5 separate regions of the Mus musculus genome follow, and regions 1, 2, 3 and 4 are each linked to region 5. A link is a contact called in public Hi-C and HiCAR-type data. All regions are on one chromosome and are shown on one strand. Each heading gives the region's core, a stretch centred on a gene start, on an enhancer-like site or on the middle of the called end of the contact. The rest is flanking DNA. Distances are from core to core; before and after follow the strand shown.

Evidence for each region. A called contact is a pair of places that touch in the nucleus more often than the background predicts. HiCAR-type assays count read pairs that join an accessible place to other places.
Region 1: a contact with region 5 is called in a Hi-C map of B cells, with 8 read pairs. The contact joins the promoter of Lclat1 here to the promoter of Ndc80 in region 5. A contact is called at or near these places in 3 of 39 promoter capture datasets (embryonic stem cells, hippocampal neurons and liver), 1 of 484 Hi-C or Micro-C datasets (B cells) and 2 of 115 datasets of contacts at active chromatin or transcription factors (astrocytes and large pre-B cells).
Region 2: a Hi-C map of B cells shows a contact between it and region 5, with 5 read pairs. The contact joins the enhancer-like site here to the promoter of Ndc80 in region 5. A contact is called at or near these places in 4 of 39 promoter capture datasets (the 3T3-L1 cell line, hippocampal neurons and pre-B cells), 1 of 484 Hi-C or Micro-C datasets (B cells) and 1 of 115 datasets of contacts at active chromatin or transcription factors (large pre-B cells).
Region 3: a Hi-C map of bone marrow-derived macrophages shows a contact between it and region 5, with 9 read pairs. The contact joins the enhancer-like site here to the promoter of Ndc80 in region 5. A contact is called at or near these places in 12 of 39 promoter capture datasets (the 3T3-L1 cell line, 3T3-L1-derived adipocytes, the C10 cell line and 7 more), 1 of 484 Hi-C or Micro-C datasets (bone marrow-derived macrophages), 4 of 115 datasets of contacts at active chromatin or transcription factors (the 230-238 cell line, astrocytes, epiblast stem cells and 1 more) and 1 of 9 other capture datasets (macrophages).
Region 4: a HiCAR-type map of astrocytes shows a contact between it and region 5, with 4 times the contacts expected there. The contact joins the promoter of Alk here to the promoter of Ndc80 in region 5. A contact is called at or near these places in 1 of 39 promoter capture datasets (hippocampal neurons) and 4 of 115 datasets of contacts at active chromatin or transcription factors (astrocytes, embryonic hindbrain, embryonic stem cells and 1 more).

What each region holds. Positions count from the first base shown.
Region 1 is chr17:73,106,381-73,110,086 of GRCm38.p6, forward strand. It overlaps Lclat1 (lysocardiolipin acyltransferase 1), which reads left to right and starts at 1,605. Exons shown (of 6, transcript NM_001177967.1): 1 at 1,605-1,776.
Region 2 is chr17:73,272,276-73,275,589 of GRCm38.p6, forward strand. No RefSeq gene overlaps it. Among named protein-coding and RNA genes, the nearest start is that of E330032C10Rik, 23 kb to the left of the region's middle. Within about 2 kb of position 1,761, at least 82 of the 459 cell types and tissues checked have an H3K27ac peak or open chromatin away from gene starts, as enhancers often do. A contact at or near this core is called in B cells and pre-B cells, where this site is marked.
Region 3 is chr17:72,793,895-72,797,315 of GRCm38.p6, forward strand. No RefSeq gene overlaps it. Among named protein-coding and RNA genes, the nearest start is that of Ypel5, 41 kb to the right of the region's middle. Within about 2 kb of position 1,652, at least 34 of the 459 cell types and tissues checked have an H3K27ac peak or open chromatin away from gene starts, as enhancers often do. A contact at or near this core is called in bone marrow-derived macrophages, where this site is marked.
Region 4 is chr17:72,602,481-72,605,974 of GRCm38.p6, forward strand. Alk (anaplastic lymphoma kinase) reads right to left here and starts at 1,827. Exons shown (of 29, transcript NM_007439.2): 1 at 548-1,827. The coding sequence starts at 1,229.
Region 5 is chr17:71,525,189-71,528,603 of GRCm38.p6, forward strand. Ndc80 (NDC80 kinetochore complex component) reads right to left here and starts at 1,669. Exons shown (of 17, transcript NM_023294.2): 1 at 1,523-1,669; 2 at 445-554. The coding sequence starts at 545. It also overlaps a transcript of Spdya not described here.

The DNA of each region.
Region 1 (3,706 bases), core at 355-2,854, 1.6 Mb after region 5:
ATCCATCTTTCTTCACTACTCTCCTTTAATCCATTAGAACAAAAGAGGAATCTCTAGTAGAGGGAAGGCTATGTATAGACTCTTTAAATCCTCAGAGAACTCACAGCGGTGCATTCTTGAGAGGTTCTGGGGGATCCCCATGTTAAGTTCAAAACAATGACAAGCCTTAAAATTCCTAAGATTTTCCCAGAACTCTTGAGTTTAGAGACAAAAGTGAGGTCCGTTCAACCTCTGAGGGATAACTGCATTTTTGTGCTGCTTTTTTTCCTTCGTTGTATTTTCTGTTTTCTAATACAATTGTGGCACATCTCAAACACTTAAGTATTGAATAAAGGTAAAGGAGAGGTAACGCTGGCTCTGAGCGCGAAGGCACCTTGCATTTGTTTTTTAAAATTTAGAGTCTTGCAGAGGCAGTCTCCTGGCTCTGTTATGGGGACTGCTGGGACTACAGGCATGTACTACCACACAAGGCTACCCTGAACTTAAAAATTCATTTCTCTCTGTTTCATGTTAAATAAACAGATTAAATGAATAAACATAAATGAAAAGCTGTTGAAAGGCTCTGTCGGCTATGTGTGGACATTTCATATTTTTAAAGATGTCTATTATCTGTTAAAAGTCAGCAAGAAGGTATTGTGCAGGGGAAACGCAAAGAGGTTAAATTAACCAGTCTCTAGCATCCAGGTGCTTAGTCTGGTAGGTTTGGAGCCAGATCCAACACTGTAGAAAGGCACAAAGACCTTTCCAAAAGAGTGTCCTACAAAACCAAACCAAACCAAACCAAACTTAAAAAAAAAAAAAAAAACCCAAAAAACCAACAAACAGAAAAAAAAAAAAAAACCAAAAAAACCAACAAACAGAAAAAAAAAAAAAACCCAAAAAACCAAACAACAACAACAACAACGACAAAAACCCGACAGCAACATAAAAACTGATTGGGCCATCCAGAAGAGGAAACGTTGAGACTTGAGCAAACACTGCGAATTAGCAACAGTTGCGCACCACAGAACCTGGAGTTGCTTTTTGACTTGGGGCAAGAAAATAACGCTTGTCATTTAGTGTCTCTGCGTTTTCCATCCTGCAACTTTAGGGGTTGAATGAAGGTGCGTTTAGTTTTACACCATCAGGAACCTGGCTCTAGAACTGACTGCGTGATCATTTGCTCTTTACATGAGGCAAGAAAGTAAGAGTTGTAAATGATTGCCTCCGATTTATTTTCCATGAGGTAACCTCAGGCGTTGAAGGTGTCTTGAGTTTTGTGCCAGCAGAAACTCAGGCTCTAGAATTGGCTGGATACTAAATTGCCCTTTGATTCCTGACGTAAACGTTAGGCTTGCAAATGAGTGCTCTAGCTTTGCCATCCCCCTACGCAACCACTAGATTCCCCGGAGACCACCGCTTGAGTTCTCATTTTTGGTTTCTTGCTCCTCTACCCCTACCAGCTTTGGCAGGCATCTGCGCCTGGCCACACTGATCTGGGGCGCGGTTCCTTTAAAGGAGCTTAGACGACGCCCGGGGTCTCTCCCCACTGCGGAGCAGGGGCGGAGCGCCCGGTTCAAGGGCTTCCCACGCAGCCGGAGACGCCTTGCGTCACTGCGCCAGGAGCCAATCAGGGTGGAGCCCGGAGGGACGCATTACTAAGGCGACGGGGCTCGACGCCTCCCCGCTTCGGGATGAATTAGCGGCGGGTTCTTCTCCCAGGTTGTGACCCCCGTGGAGTCGCTGTCTCGCCCCAGTGTCCCCGCGACGTCGCGCGTTTCCCCCGGTGTGTCCCAGGTGCGCGGCCCGCGGTGTCAGGTGTGGGCTTCGGCGCGGGAACATGGCGGCAGCCAAGGGATTTTTTTTTCCCGAGTGGGCGGATGGAGAGCTGCGGCTCGGCGGCTTTTCCCCGGAGCAGGCCTCCTCGGGTGGGCCCTGGGGGACGGACACTGGCGGGAATTGGGTGGAGGGCTTAGGGCGATCGGCTCTTGGGAGGGAGGCCGAAGCCTCCAGAGCTGATCAGGATGCGGGGGCGAGGAGCGTCGGGTGCCCCTTCTGTGCTCACCTTCCTGTCCACACCACACCTCGGTGAAACCCGGGAGCTGCCGGGTCCCCCTACACCGCCTACGGTGTGTCAGGGTCCAGATTCCAGGAGCACAAGGCTTTCCAGGGGTCGCCACGTGAACGGCCCACAAGAGAGTTTTTCAGGGTTCAAGCAGTTTGTTTCTTGCAGGTGACAGAGGTGTGCCCTAGGTCTAGGTGGCAGTGCCACAGAAAGAACGATAGGCCACATTGAAGGCTGACTTCGAGTCCAATTTTCCTTTTTATTGGCATTCGCTCTAGCTAAGGGCTGGCCTCTCATGGTCCTTGCCTCTGCCCTTGTATTGGTGCGATAACAGGCGTGCTTCACCACGCCCACCTGGCAGGTTTGGTCTCTCAGGTTGTATCTTTTTTGTTGTTCTTTTTTTGTTTGTTTTTGTTTTTGTTTTTTTTTTCGAGACAGTGTTTCTCTGTATAGTCCTGGCTGTCACTTTGTATCACTATGTAGACCAGGCTGGCCTCAAACTCAGAAATCTGCCTCTGCCTCCGAAATGCTGTGATTAAAGGCGTGCTCCACCACGCCCGGCTTCTCAAGTTGTATCTTAACATCTAAGATTATGTTTGACCAGAAGCAATAAAGACAAGGCATAAGGTGTTTCTTTGTGGTTGTGGAGCTGTTTTGTTTCCTGGTTCTTGCCTGAAGGCTTAGTCGCCTCTGATTGGATGTAGACAGAGCTGAGTTTTACATTCAGTTAAGTCCAAGGAAAGTATTGAAAAAGAAATTGGTGAAGGCCTTACCAAGATAAAATGCTTCCCATTCATACCCATCACGTGTTTCGGGAAAGAAACCCCCTGTCACAAAAAGTTTAAAGAGTTGGATGGGCTACTTTTTAAAATACTATTTTGATGAAAGACTTTGCAAAATTCATGTATTAAAAAATTTGTATTTGTGTATGCGAGGCTGCATGAGTTTATATTCACCACACAGTGTGGTGACACTGGAGCTGGAGTTTCAGATGGTTTTTGAGTCACCTAATGTGGGTGTGGGGAACCCAACCCTGCTCCCTTAAAAGAGGAGTAAGTGCTTTAAACCATTGAGCTATCACGCCAGGCCTTAGACTTAGGTGTTTTTGATTTAGTAAAGGAATTGAAAAGACACAGAGCACTTAGCTTCAGTCCTAATAGCTTCTGTCTCAGGGGTGCCCCGAGTATCTTGCACTGTGGTTTCCACGTGGCTTTAATTTGAGCAAATGTTCCCACCAGGTCTAAAGAGGTTGGCTCCTGCATACGTTAGGAGGGACTCTTTCAAACTGAATCTGGGGAGATAGAGTCAGTTTGGCCTAGGATTGAGGTTATATGTAGTGGTAACTAGGTGGCTGCTGCTTCTGCTTCTTCTTCTTTCTTTCTTTCTTTTTTATTATTATGTATTTTCCTCAATTACATTTCCAATGCTATCCCAAAAGTCCCCCCTACTCCCCCCCCACTTCCCTACCCACCCATTCCCATTTTTTTGGCCTTGGTGTTCCCCTGTACTGGGGTATATAAAGTTTGTGTGTCCAATGGGCCTCTCTTTCCAGTGATGGCCGACTAGGCCATCTTTTGATACATATGCAGCTAGAGTCAAGAGTTCCGGGGTACTGGTTAGTTCATAATGTTGTTCCACCTATAGGGTTGCAGATCCCTTTAG
Region 2 (3,314 bases), core at 511-3,010, 1.7 Mb after region 5:
ATTTAGCTATTTGGCAGGAATGGCATCAGAACAGGGGCAAAGTATTGGGAATCAGAGAACTGGGTTTGAGGCAAGGGCAAGGTGACTTGTTCCTCTACAGGACCACCGAGTGGGGTGTCATGGAAACTGTCCAGTGGGGATATGGCAGCCAAACCTGTAGACACTGCTTCTTCCCACTCCATCTTCATCATTATGACAAACACTGCTCCCCACCGATCCCCCTTCACATCTGGAAGGCCTGGAGTAAGGGTTCAAATACAATATCCAAGGGCACATAACATTATAAGCCAGGCCATCAGCCCAATAACATTGCGAACTGTGGCAGGCACAGCAGTGCTCCCCTGAAACGGGTCTACCTACCAATAACCCCAAACACGCAAATGCATTAGATCCAATAAGGCTGTGGGTGGGATGAAGGATGCTACCTGACTGCCCCGCAGATGAGGAGGTGGTCATCTGGATGAGGTAGGGTAAGCCAATGGAAGAGCAAGGGTCCATCTGCGGATTGAATGTGGTGTGCCTCCTTCCAGGCTTCACGTGTTGAGAGCTCACAGCCTGGAAATGGCAGGGAAACATTATGGAAGAGGCAGGAGCTAGTAGGAATTCTTATGTCACTGGGGTTCTGCCCCTAGGGGGAACATGGGAGTTGTGGAGTGAACTCTCACTAGACCCAGTTGTTAGAGAAGCCTAAATCAGTCTCTACATTGCTGCTTTGTTGTTTGAGGGGTGTGTGTGATTTTTTTTCCCCTCACAAACATGTTCCTGTCACCTACCATGACAGTCCCATCAGAACCAGTGAGTGCCAGTGCCTTGGAACCCCAGAAATGGGTTCTCAACCATCCTTTCTGCTTATAAAGTCAGACTAGTCATTCCAGTAACAGAAGGAAAGGCATGTGGAACCTTTCCCATGGAAGATAGATGTTAAAGAGAAGGTTACTGCTATGAGATTTGAGAGACTAGATTTTTCACCAGCTTTGAAGGATGAAGGGGAGAAGTGTGGAGGAACACAGGTTGTCTCTAGAAGATGAAAAGAGGCAAGAAAATGGATGCCACCATAGGGCGTCTACCCAAAAATATACCATGCCGGACACCCAGTCTCACTTCTGACCAAGGAACTCTAAGACAATAAATAAATTTGTGCTATTTAATTCTAATAAGATAAATATGGCATTAAACCCGAAGTGGGACATAATACAACAAATGTCACACAGCCTGTGGAGGGTCCATGGCCGTGTTGCCCAATGGCTGTACAGGGGAGGCAGATCTGACCCTACAGAAGAAAACAAGAAGTGTTCCATCCCTTGCCTATCTTCCTGTACTAACCCCTTCAAAGTAAAAACAAAAAACAAAAAACAAAAAAAGCTCAAATGAAACCAGCTCAGACTTCTGACCGGCCATCCGTGTAACCAAACCCAACCCTCCCACTGGCAAAAGAAGCTGGAGGAGTGGTGGAGGAGAGGGACACAGGACAACTTTCCTTTTTCCTGTGTCCCACAGATGGTAGTTGGAGCCATCTTGGACTTTGAAGTGTCCTTGCTTCCTTGCTTGTTGACCCCACCCCCAACTAACAGGGTGAACGCTGTCGTACCTAGGGATTCTGCAGGTTTGTGTACACTCTGCCTTCTCCAGGAAGCCTTTGGTGGCCAATATGGCCCACATTCGACCCCTTCTGGCTACAAAGGTTTTACACAGTGGCTTCTGTTCAGCGTGGCGTGGCACAGGAAGACAGTTTAACATACCACCCCTCTCTTCACAAACCGTTTCATGCCTCTAGACCACAAAGAGGAAGTATAAAGACACCAATTCTCTGTTGGCTGGTGCTCATCAGCTGGTATGATCACCAACCAAGAGGGCATATCCCAGCTACAGCCTGATATAGCCTGCTTCTCATAGGTTTTTCTTCCCTGATAAGTACATTTTGGCTTCACGCTTTCTTTAAGTTTCCCTGGACTTCTTTTCTGGAACTGCTGGAACATCTATGCATGAGTTCTGCCATGTTGTAATACATGGCAGACTCAGGCAACCCAAGAAATGTAAAGTTCAGTGACTCAGGCCAGACTCTTGAACCTCTTCCAGAGGACCGGAGTTTTATCCCCACCACCCATGTTGGGCGGCTCACAGCTACCAGTAACTCCAGTTTTATGGGGATCCAATGTTTTGTTCCATCTTTTGTTGGCACCCACACTCAGATGCACATACCTGCTCCCCATACATATAATAAAAAATAAAAATCTATACTGAAAGTCTGTTTAAACATCTTTATACATGTACATTTTTTAATCATAAAAATAAATATTTATGGTCCAATGGCTCAGGAGATTTGACCTTGAGTAGGCCTGTCCTGAGCGCTTCTCTGACTTCAGTTTTGCCGGGGCAGGTGTCTATCAAAAGCTTTATTCTAGTCGACTTTATTCTGTGGCTATGCCTGACTTTCAGGTTCTAGTCTACTGACTGTGTGGCTCCTCTGGACTCAGATAGCCCACTGAGCTCACTGCCTTTCTGGACTCCTTCTGATTAGGCAGCCCTGTATGATTAACATCTCCATTCCAGACACCTACTGACCTGCCTGCCTGCCTGCATATGGTCAAGATGTTCACTCAACAGGCCTAGAAAAGGATCTCTCTGTACCTTTTTTTATTTCTACCTTGACAGATATCTCATCCGAGTTAAAAAACATTTATCCACTAGCCGCATCCTCACCCTGGTTTTCAGCCTCCCTCTTCATCATCCCTATCGATCAAGCACAGAGACTTCAAGCTGATCCAGTCACGAAATTGCACATTTCCTTTAGGAAACATTGTCCGTGAATGTCCTCCCACTGCGTACCAGCCTCACGGAGAGACACTTAGAGCCTGTATGGGCCTGCTTCTTCTGGAACCATGTTCTAGTCCCCTCTGGCCTTCCGAGCAAAGAGGAGTGCCATGTTTGTCCTGGATCAAAGAAGCCTGCAGTCACTCCCCATATCCTCCACTCCGCTAGCTGCTCTGGGCAGTTTGAAGATTAATGAGGTGGCACATGTGCATGCGGCATGCAGAAAGGAGCCGGCAGAGAAAGTAGTAGCAGCGACCTGCAGAGATAGCGAGTGACTGCCACCCAATGAAAGATGCACATGTCCCAGTAGTGTTACGACCTGCAAGCAGTGTCTATTTTCAAGCTGCTCAGGATGTCACAGATTGTGAACCACTGCTAATTCATTCATGGCATTCCTGGGGACCAAGCAATGCCTCCATTTGGGGATTGGCAAAGATGGAAGTAGCCAGTAGGGTCAACTCTCTGCATGCAGGGATAGGTCCTCATGCTATCTCTCTGTGTGC
Region 3 (3,421 bases), core at 402-2,901, 1.3 Mb after region 5:
AAGAAAGCAGTATTTGCAGCTCAAATTATTCCACAGTAGTCAACGGTTGCTGAAGTTAGCGTAGGTGTCCCTAGCTCGGGACTTAAGTTTCTAGGGTAATCCTTGAATACTTAGCTTCTTTCAAAAGGCAAGACTTTTCACCATGTAAACCTTTCTGTCCTCCATGGTGAAAAGTCCAGCTACAGAGAGCAGAACTGCTCTCAGAGCAAAGGCAAGCCTTGACTTTTCCAAACTGAGTATAGATGCCCGCCCCCTTCACAGCACACCTGAACACAGCAACAGCTGCTGCAAGCACTAATACCTCCCTCTGCCCAGGGCTTTCAGCTACCAGACACTCCTCCTGAAAAGGGGAAAAACAAAACAAAACAAAACAAAACAAAACAAAACAAAACAAAACAAAACAAGTGTGCCTAAAACAGTGGTTCTGAACCTCTGGGTCACAACTCCTTTGGCAAACTTCTGTCTCCCAAAATATTTACACTAAGAGTTGTAAGAGTAGCAAAATTAAAGTTATGAAGTAACAACAGATATAATTTCATGGTTAGGGGTCACAACAACATGAGGAACTGTATTGAAGGGTCATAACATTAGGACAGTTGAGAACCATTGCCCTAAAGAGTCCTGGAAGTAGCCCACCACCACCCACCCACCTACCCACATTACCACCACTTACCCACCCACCCACACCACCACCACCCACACCAACCACACCACCAGCAGCAGATGGGGAGAGGGGGGCAATAAATATACAAAATCCTTCCTTCCAGGATGTCCCAGAATTCCACAGCAGTTTCAACAGCAACTTGTTTAAAAACCCTGTTATCTTCTTCCCTTTCCTGCTTTGCTTCCACGTCCCTTCGTGAGTATTTCCCAGGAACACTGTCCAGATACAATGCTTGCCTAGAGAGGAAGTGTTTGCGTGGAAGGCTCACTTCAGACTCTGCTTGCGCAGAGGCAGAGGGCACAGAGCTGAAGACCAGGAGGGACTCTCAGAGACCGGTTAGCCCACTTCCAGCAATCTTACAGTGAATCAAGCTGAGGTCCAGGGACTGTGGAGTCAGAAGCAGAGTTAATGTCAACGTTGAAACCTGCCAGCCTTGCTGAGACTGAGAAGCTAATAAAGATGAATAAGTAACTACATAATAACCAGGAGGCTTAGGAGTTGCTGAGGTTAGGGGCTTGACTAATGTTGATTGTGTTTGTGCTTGAGTGTGTATATAAATATGCAAGTAATTTTTTAATATTCCCCATAAATATAAATAAATTAGTTCTTTCTGATGGCTGCAACTCATTTTTGCAGCTTAAAAAGAAAACCTCCTAGCTCATGGTTTAAGAGATAAATTTTAAGAGAGAGCTCGTAGCTCATTTGCAGGACTGTGGAACATTCCAGAAAGCTTGTTTAAAGAGACTTGAAGGGAATCCAGCAAAGAAACAGAAGAGTTTCACTTAACTTCCACCTTTCTGTCAGTTGCTCTCTACCACTTAAGCCTCAGCTGTGAGAGGATGCAGGTCTGTGTGGACCTTCGTGATGTGAACACTTCCTGCCAAAGCACCTCTGGGTCAGCCAGAGGGAACGCTCATGCAAGATCTGCCTGCGGTTGGGATCAGCAAGGGGTACTTGCCAGGTAGGTCAACCTCAGTCAGTTATCAGTTGACCACAAACAGCAAGCAAGACAGCAGCCTCCCTGGGCAGCTGTTGCTTCATCGGGAGCATGGGATGAGGCTTGGTCATCATCCACTTCCTGGATAACAGGGAGTGGCTATTTCCTTCTTTATTTGAAAAGCTGTGCCTTCTACGGTGCTGGGCTCAGTAAATTCCACACACGTTATCTTGACGGCTAATGATAACTCAAACGATGGGTGTGAAGAATGTTCTTAAACAAACACCTAGCAGCCAGATGTTAAAGGCAACCTGTTGGGACTGAGGGTGTGGCCCATTTGGTAGTGTTTGTCTAATATGTGCAACGCCTTGGCTTCAGTCCCCAGCACTGCATGTATTGGATACAGTGGTGTACACAGGGAATTCTGGAATCTGGGAGGGGAAATGGGAAGATCAAAAGTACAAGGCCAGGGCTGGGTGATGATGCATCAGTAAGGTATCTGCCACACAGCATAAGGGCCTGAGTTCAAGTCTACAGCACCCATGTAAAAGCCAAGCATGGTGGTGCAAATGTGCAATGCCAGAAGTGAGGGGCAGATCCCTGGAGCTCACTGCCCAGACAGCTCATTGGCTAGACAACCCAGCTGAATCAATGAGCTCCAGGTTCAGTAAGAGACTCTGTCTCAAAAAAAAAAAAAAATAGGGTGGAAAGCAATAGGGGAATAGGGGAGAACACCCAACACTGACCGCTGACCTACACACACACACACACACACACACACACACACACGTACATGCACATTTAGTCATGCACACACTCACATGAACATGTGTGTTTATCATAAAAATAAATAAATTAACTTTTGTTTTGTTTTGTTTAGACAGGATCTCCCTGTGTAACAGCCAGGGCTATCCTGGAACTCTCTTTGTAGACCAAGCTGGCCTTGAACTCAGATCTGTCTGCCCCTGCCCCTGCCCCTGCCCCTGCCCCTGCCCCTGCCCCTGCCCCTGCCCCTGCCCCTGCCCCTGCCCCTGCCCCTGCCCCTGCCCCTGCCTCCTGAGTGCTGGGATTAACGGTGTGAACCACCACAACTGGTAAGAATCACATTTATAGAAGTATTTATTTAGTTTTATTTTGTGATGAGTGTTTTGCCTACATGTATGTAAGTGAATTGCAGTGTGCAGTGCCTGAAAAGGCCAGAAGAGGGCATCAGAAACCCAGTAGCTGCAGTTACAGGTGGTTGTGGGCCGCCATGTGGGCGGTGAGAATGAAAACTCAGGACTCTGCTAGACCAGCCAGTGTTCTCAACTACTGAGCCATCTCTCCAACACTAAATGTTTAGATTTTTATTTAAAATGTTCAATGTCTTCTTGAGCTATTTAGCAAATTCAAGGCCAACCTAGGCTACATAAAACCTTATCTAAAATAAAATAAAATAGAATAAAATCTGCCTTCCCTTTCTGGCTCATGTTTATTCTACTCTCTAAATGATTCTTGCTCCAGCACTGCCACTATGACCAGTCCTCCTTTCAAATTAAAAGTCTCTCTCCCACCCTGCCACCCTCCCAGAGTGAAAAGGCCTTAATGTGTGTTCTCTCTCTCTCTCTCTCTCTCTCTCTCTCTCTCTCTCTCTCCCTCTCTCCATCCTTCTCTCTCCTTCTCTCTCTCCTCTCTCTCTCCCTCTCTCAAACACACACACCCACACATACACATTCATAATAAATAATAAATATTTGTAAAATCTTAATTCATCCAGGCCTAGTAACACAAGGCTTTACCCCCATGACTCTAGAGGCAAAGGTGACTGATCTCTGCGAGTT
Region 4 (3,494 bases), core at 577-3,076, 1.1 Mb after region 5:
GGTGGGAGTCCAATGTGGCAGAATGAATAATTAAGGAAAAGAGAACCTCTGGGTTAGCCAGCACTGGAGAGGAGGGACAGGGACAGGCAGTTGGCTGAGACTCAGTATTAAGGGGAATTCTCTATTCTCTGGGAAATTCGACCACATTCTCCAAATAGGTGGTCGTCTAGAAGAGAAACAAGAGTCAAGAAAAAAAGAGCAATAGTGTGAGGTCCCGTAACTTGGAACTCGGGCGTTATAGGGACGTTTCAGCCATTCTCAGAGCTCAGGAAGGAGGGCATCCAATTATGATCCAGTGGGATCGTGTGTAAGTCAGTGGAAGGCATTCTGCCAACACTGGAAAACTTTTCTCCCAACTTGGTTGCTAGAGAGAGAGAGAGAAGGTTCTATTGGGAAGTTACTATGTTTAAGCACATAAAAAGAAACCACGGGTCTAAGTTCAAGTACGATGAAAAGGGGGCTAGAAGAATAAGAGTTAGTTAGCAGTGTCTACATGTCGTATAACTAAAAATGCAAATCCCAACACACTCTAGTGGGAGCTGCTCACCCGTCCCGAAGATCTGGAAGAGAAGGCGGGGCTGGGAGGCTCGGATCGCACTGGATAGCCTTCCCTCCCTGCCCACTTCCGATGCCTTCTTCTCAGGCATCAGGCGGATCCTCAGCCTCCCTTCGCCGTGGAGAATCCACCAGCTGAACAGCTCGCTGAGGTTGAACTGGAGTATCCCCACAGCCGCTACCTCCTCTGGGGGACCAATACAGCCTTCAAGAATCGTCTCCTCGCCCAGCTCCAGCACCAGCTGTTTGGCACGCCTGAGCTTGCGCACCGAGCCTCCCTTCAGCACCCTGGACAGCGTCGGACCCGCCTCGGGACTAGGAGAACTGGCTCCATCTGCCCAGGAGATTCCAGGCAGTGGCCCCAGCAGCCTGAGCAGAGGCTCACAATCCAGGGCCAGTGATCCCCGCGCCTCCAGCCCGCCAGCCTCGGGCTCCGAGGGGGACCGTGGCTGCGGTAGCAGCAGGTCTCGGGCATAGACGCGGAAGAGCGAGGGTACAACGAAGTCCACTGCCAGACTCTTCCTCTGCAGGCGCGAATAACTGAGCGGCTCCCGGGGCTGCAGAGGAGGCCCTGAGGCTGGGGAACCCGCGCGCTGATCGGTTGCAGCTCCGGAGTACGAGGCTGCTGCCAAAAGCAGTGGAGGCAGCAGCCACAGGAACCCAGCAGCTCCCATCCCGCTGGAGGGCGAGTTTACACTAGTCTCCCTTCCCTTGCTGGTCCAGCCTCGCCCTTCACTCTCCCCCAAACAGGAAAGGGCTCCAAATAGTCCTTGGTCCTGAATGGCTCCTTCCACTAGATCTCAGGGACTGTGTGTACACTATAGAGCGCCCTTGCTTTTCCCAAGCTACAAGGAGGCGAGAAGGGTTCTCAGCAAAACGGAAGACAAAGTCAGGGGGTAGTTCGGAGACAGTGAGACACCCTGGGCTCAACAGCTGGATCCTGCGCCTCTCGCCGTGCTGCGCCCCATTTGTAGAGGCCTTTGCTCAGGGACCAGGGAGGTGGCAATTAGGTACCGTTCAAGGAGCCCTCGGCGACCAGAGCTCTCCTCTTAGCTTCCAATCTTCTGCAACTTTCCAGGCTGTGAACCGTGGCTCCGAGTCGGTCACTGTCTTGCCCACGTCCTCCGCTCCTGTCACCTCCTCTGCGCTCCTTCCCAGGTCTAGGCAAGGACCACCGGAGGGGGCTGCTTTCTAGCGCCCCCTCAAGTGACCTCCGCTGCAGGAAGTCTTCGGATCGATCACCCTGCCCGCTGAACTTCTGGGCGTGAACACGAGCTCTGCGTTGCGGAGAGGAGGCTCCCGCTGCCTCCACGCGCGCAAGTTTGCAGCGTCCTTGCCGTCACCGACGTCTTGGTTCCTCGGAGTTCACTCCCAAGCACCCGGGCGGCCCTGGCCGCTGGCGACTAGTGAAAACATTCCGGGCAGAGGAGCCCGCAATGTAGCCAGCCCCCTCCTCACCTACCAGCAGCGCCCGCGGTTTTGTTGACTGGCCAGGGGGCGAACGGAAAACGTCTTACTGCCCCCCCGAGAACCGCTGGACAGAAGCAGCGGGAGGTGCCAGTTGCCACCGCTGCTGCCGCCCCCAGAGCCGCTGGATCGCATCTGCCTGGGCGCCCGCCACTTGCAGCTGGCAGTGCCGCGAGCGCGCGCCGAAGGGGGGCGGGGCCTCCGCGAGGGGCGGGGCTCTAGAGCGAACTCAGCGCAGCCGCCCAGCCCACGCAGCCGGCCCCGCCCCCTTCCAAGCCCGCCGGCCAATGCCGCTGCGAGATCTGCTCCTATGCAAATCTGCAGAGGCCTCAGTATTCATTGAGAAAAGCACCAAGCCCGCCCCGCCTCCCGCTGCTGGTGCCTGTTCCTTCCTCCAGATTGCCTGCCCTATTTCTCCGCTGTGCGAACAAGAGAGTATTTTGGATAAATGGGAAAACTGGAAGCGATCGTTGCAACCAAACACTCTGTCTAATTATACATTTAACAGATTAAATGTGTCCGACTTCAGAGGAGCAGGTTCCGGAATAAATCTGGAGGCAAAGAAAAACCAGAAGGAGGCAGGGGTAGCGAGGCCCTGCAAGATTCAAGAGCCTTGGAGCCTTGAAAGGGAACCTTCTCCAACACTCCTGTTATTTGAAAGCATTCCTGAGAGCCTGAGTTGTTCTTCTTCGGCTTTAGCCGCAACAAATGCTGTCAGACCTGTCAGCCACTTGGTTTTCTCATAATGGTGTCTGCACAGGTTTCCAGACAGAAACTGGGGATGAAACTCAGAGCCTTCTATAAGACAAGCGAACGCTCTGCCGCTGAGCAACCACCCCACCACGACACTATTTGTTTATTCACTTTTTTTATTTTGGCCTTTTTTGAAATACGACCTCGTTTTTGTAGCCCAGGCTGGGCTTGAACTCACTACACTGCCTAGACTGACTAGGAACTCTTGGAAATCCTGTTCCGGCTTTTCAAGTGCTGGGATTTGGGATTACAAGCATAAACCACCACACATGAGACGGATATTTTTAATTCCAGTTCTGGATCATTTGCTCATGTGAGACTTCCAAGCCCACCCTCCAGTCCTCTTGACTGCTACTTTGCCCTAGCGGTCCATGAGTAGCAGGCCAGAGGCTATGGATATGACTCTGTGGAAGAAGGTTGTGTGGGGCGGTGGCACACACACTCAAGGCCTTCTATTTATTCACTTACTTAAAATGCCAGGTTCTCCCTCCAGTCTCCTTTTCTTTCAGATAATGGCTGTGTGTCACCAGAAGCCCAGATAAGGGTAAGTTTTAGTTCACACAAATTTCTCAGTCCCTTCTCTCCAAGGCTGACTGTCTCACTCATGCTAGCTCTCCCAGTGTCCCAGTACATTGTCCAGTGGACCCTCCCTCACCCAGCTCTAAGAGATGCAGTATCTTGCTCACTGCCCCACATGCGAGAACAGCCAAGTGGAGACC
Region 5 (3,415 bases), core at 419-2,918:
GAGCTATGTAGCACGTTCCCTTGGACACCTGCCCCCAAACTTGAGGAAATTATGTTATAGCTTATCACCAAAACAAATAAATCTGCTTCCATTTTATTACTACCTTTAGTATTTGGAAACATCTTAATAAATAATGAGTAATACCATGGTGCCTACTTAAACGGCTAATAACAAAGGAATAAGAGGAAAGCAAGCATTGACAATTATTTTATAGCACGCCCAGTAAAGAATCTGACTATGGGAATTGGAGAGACAACGAGCTAAAACCTAGCATCGTGTCCACTTTTATATTTCATTGCCCCCCTCCCCCTAATCCAGTACTACTGGGAGGAGACAGGAGTCACCAAGACATCACTTACACTTTTGTACTAACCATTTCTGGCACTTTTTTTTTTTCTCTAGACAGTAAAGTAAGCAGCTGAGAAGCACAGGGGAGGCACTTACGTTTGAGGGGTATAAAGGCCTGGCTTATTGAGGTCCAGGGTCCTTAACTCCTGCATAGAGAGGCGGCCAGCACCACAGGTGGAAACTGAACTGCGCTTCATTCTCGAAACCTAATTCAGGATTTCAGCGTTAGGAAAATGTTCCAGACTCAAGCAATTCAACGAGCAACAATTATTATCTTTATCCTCTAGTAGGAAAGCAACTAAGTTTGTTTCTGTACAACAATCGTTTCCTTGTATGCTATATTTATTTGTCCATGTAAACCGAAGTTCTTACAAAGAACACCTACGCAACTTCAAGTAGAAAAAAACGAGGCAGAAAAAAGAGGGGAAGATGGAGCTGAAAGTTTTGGGAGAAAAGGAGAGGGGACGACTGAGGAGAAGGAAAGTAGAGCAGAAGCACCTGGCCTGGAGAAGTTCTAAGGGGTCTCTTATATGGGGAAGATGGTAGTGTAGTGATAGATCTGCCCAATGTAGGCGCACAGCATGTATTCATATTAATTAAGTTGTGTTTTCATTGCCTGGGCTTATTTGGGTTGGAGATTTACTGCAACACCTTTCAACAAAGATAAACAATCCGGTTTACAACACAGGCTGCTCCCGCTTTTAAAACAAGTATCAAAATAATGTCTACGTTGGAGTCTGTCTTCATCTCTGCAGCATCAGACACTATGCACTCGGCCCTAGCTTCCACAGAGGGTTAGACAGATCGCATTTTTATTGTTGTTGTTTTGTCTTGAGCTAGGGGTGGAGAGTCAGACCCTTTAGCAAGCTGGGCTGAGCGCTGAGCACTGAGCCACACCCCTCCTTGTTTTGGTGGCTTGCGTTCAACCTAGTTTTACTCTCATGATTTCACTGGTTTCCAGTCATGTCCATACCAGGCTTTTAAGTTGCAGCATCAGCACGGGTACACAACACACCAATCAGCTTTCCCCCTGTCAGTCCCCACCTGTTAGCATCGCCTTCTCCCGCTACAAACGTTGCAGAGCCGGGCAGATCCCACCCCAGCTCCCTCGCAACAGTCAGCTCCAGCGCCGCGGACCATTTTAACACAGAGCTGATCCCATCTCAGCAGTTACCTTTCGCTCAGCTTCTCAACGAGACCCGGCGCCCAGCTTTCCGTAAACCGCACGACTGCACACGAAAACAGCCGCCCAAACCAGAGCGTCCGCTTCCGTCAACCCAAGGCGGTTTGAATTTTAAAGTTTCCGCCCGCGCTGACGTCAGGACTGCGACGGCGAGTACGCATGCGCGCTCGCTCAGCGCCCGCCCTCGTCGCCGGAAGTGTCCGCATCGGGGGCCAAGCGAGCTCTGGGCTCTTCCCAGGTCGTCGTTAGCGTCGGTGACCCGAAGGGAGTCCCGCCCTGTCCGGGAAGCTGGCATCTAGGACGAGTAGGGCTGTCCGGGCGGAGCGGCCCGAGCCCTCCTGGAATCAAGTTCCGTACAGCAATATGGCTGCGTCCTGGAAGTAGAAAGCGCGGGTTTGTCTCCGATAGGATGGAGGCCAGGACCCAAGCCTATGAGGCGGCGTGAGGTTCCTGACGTTAGGAGAGGCTGTCGAGTGTGGCGGTGGACGAGCCTGAGGGATATTTAACATCAGGCTTCCTCAAGTGCTCTGGATTCCCGCCGCCCAGCCTCGGAACAACAAGCAGGCGTTACTAGTTCCCGGATGGTGGTGGCCTGTCCCTGGGCTAAAGTGTAGATTCCTGGCTCTCGGCATTATTGTGCCGTTAGCTAGTTTTGAGCTAAGCAGTCCTTTTTTGAGTTTGAGGTTCCCTAGCGGTCACAGTGACTCCTCACTTTACGTCTCTACTGGGAAACCAAAATCTCAGGTATCACGAAGATCTCCATCACCAAATAGTAGTCAGCAGATATATTAGCAGGCATTATATTTCAGACTCTGTAAGCGGCAGTTCATTTACTTCTTGAAACTAATGGCATTAGAACATAAAAATGATCGTTTTAGTCGGGCGTTGTGGTACACACCTTTAATTTCCACGCTCTGGAAGCGGGGGTGGGGTGGGGGTAGGTTGTGGGGGAATCTCTGACCATCCTGGTTTACCTAGTGAGATCCGGGACAGCTAGAGCAACATAGACACTATATCAAAACAAAACAACCAACAAACCCAAGCAAAACCACCCCAAACAAAACCCACACGTACAAACAACTCCAAAAACTAAAGAGATAATTTTGAGGCTCAGTGAATTCAATGACTTTAGTTTGTATGTGGGGCAGGGTCCACACCCGAGAGAGTCTTGAATTTGAGGCCAGTTTGATGGACCTGGCATACACCAGGGCAACCTAGTGACTCTCTGTCTTTAAGAAACAAACACTATTCTGCAGTCAGTTGCATAAGAAATTTGACTATAAATGCTATTAGACGAGCCTTTAATTTATTTTTTATTCGGTTTTCTCTTAAGGTTTCCACTACATTATAATAAAGCTATATCCAGAAATGCAAAACATATCTTAAGTGAAGATAAAAATGTTCTGTAAAACCTAGTTACTGGAGTGTGGCTCAAACAGATTATAAATCTTGAAGTTTTGACCTAGCAAACTAGTTAAGTTGTGAACTTCTGATTACTATTCATGCTGCACTTGGTTTGGCTAGAGCACTCTTTTAATCTTACTGCCCTACAACTGATAAGGATTAGGTAGGGCAGGGATCTGAGAAATGGAGTGACTTCCTGTGGCAATTGTAGTTTGAAAGCACAACAGCTGTCTTTCCTTTCATTCCTGTGGCCCTCTCTAAATAGATTTATATCATTTAAAAAAGGGTAAATTCTTGTAGGTAATTACTATCCTTTGACTTGACAAGACACTCACCTTTTAAGGATTTAGTGACTTGAATACTTGGACCATGTGGACTCGTGCCTTGACTCAAGGACCAAAAAAGGACCATAGAGGGCACCCGAAGAAAGGAGGATCAAACTAAGAAGCATCTTTGGCTAAGTTGGCTGAAAAATTTGAA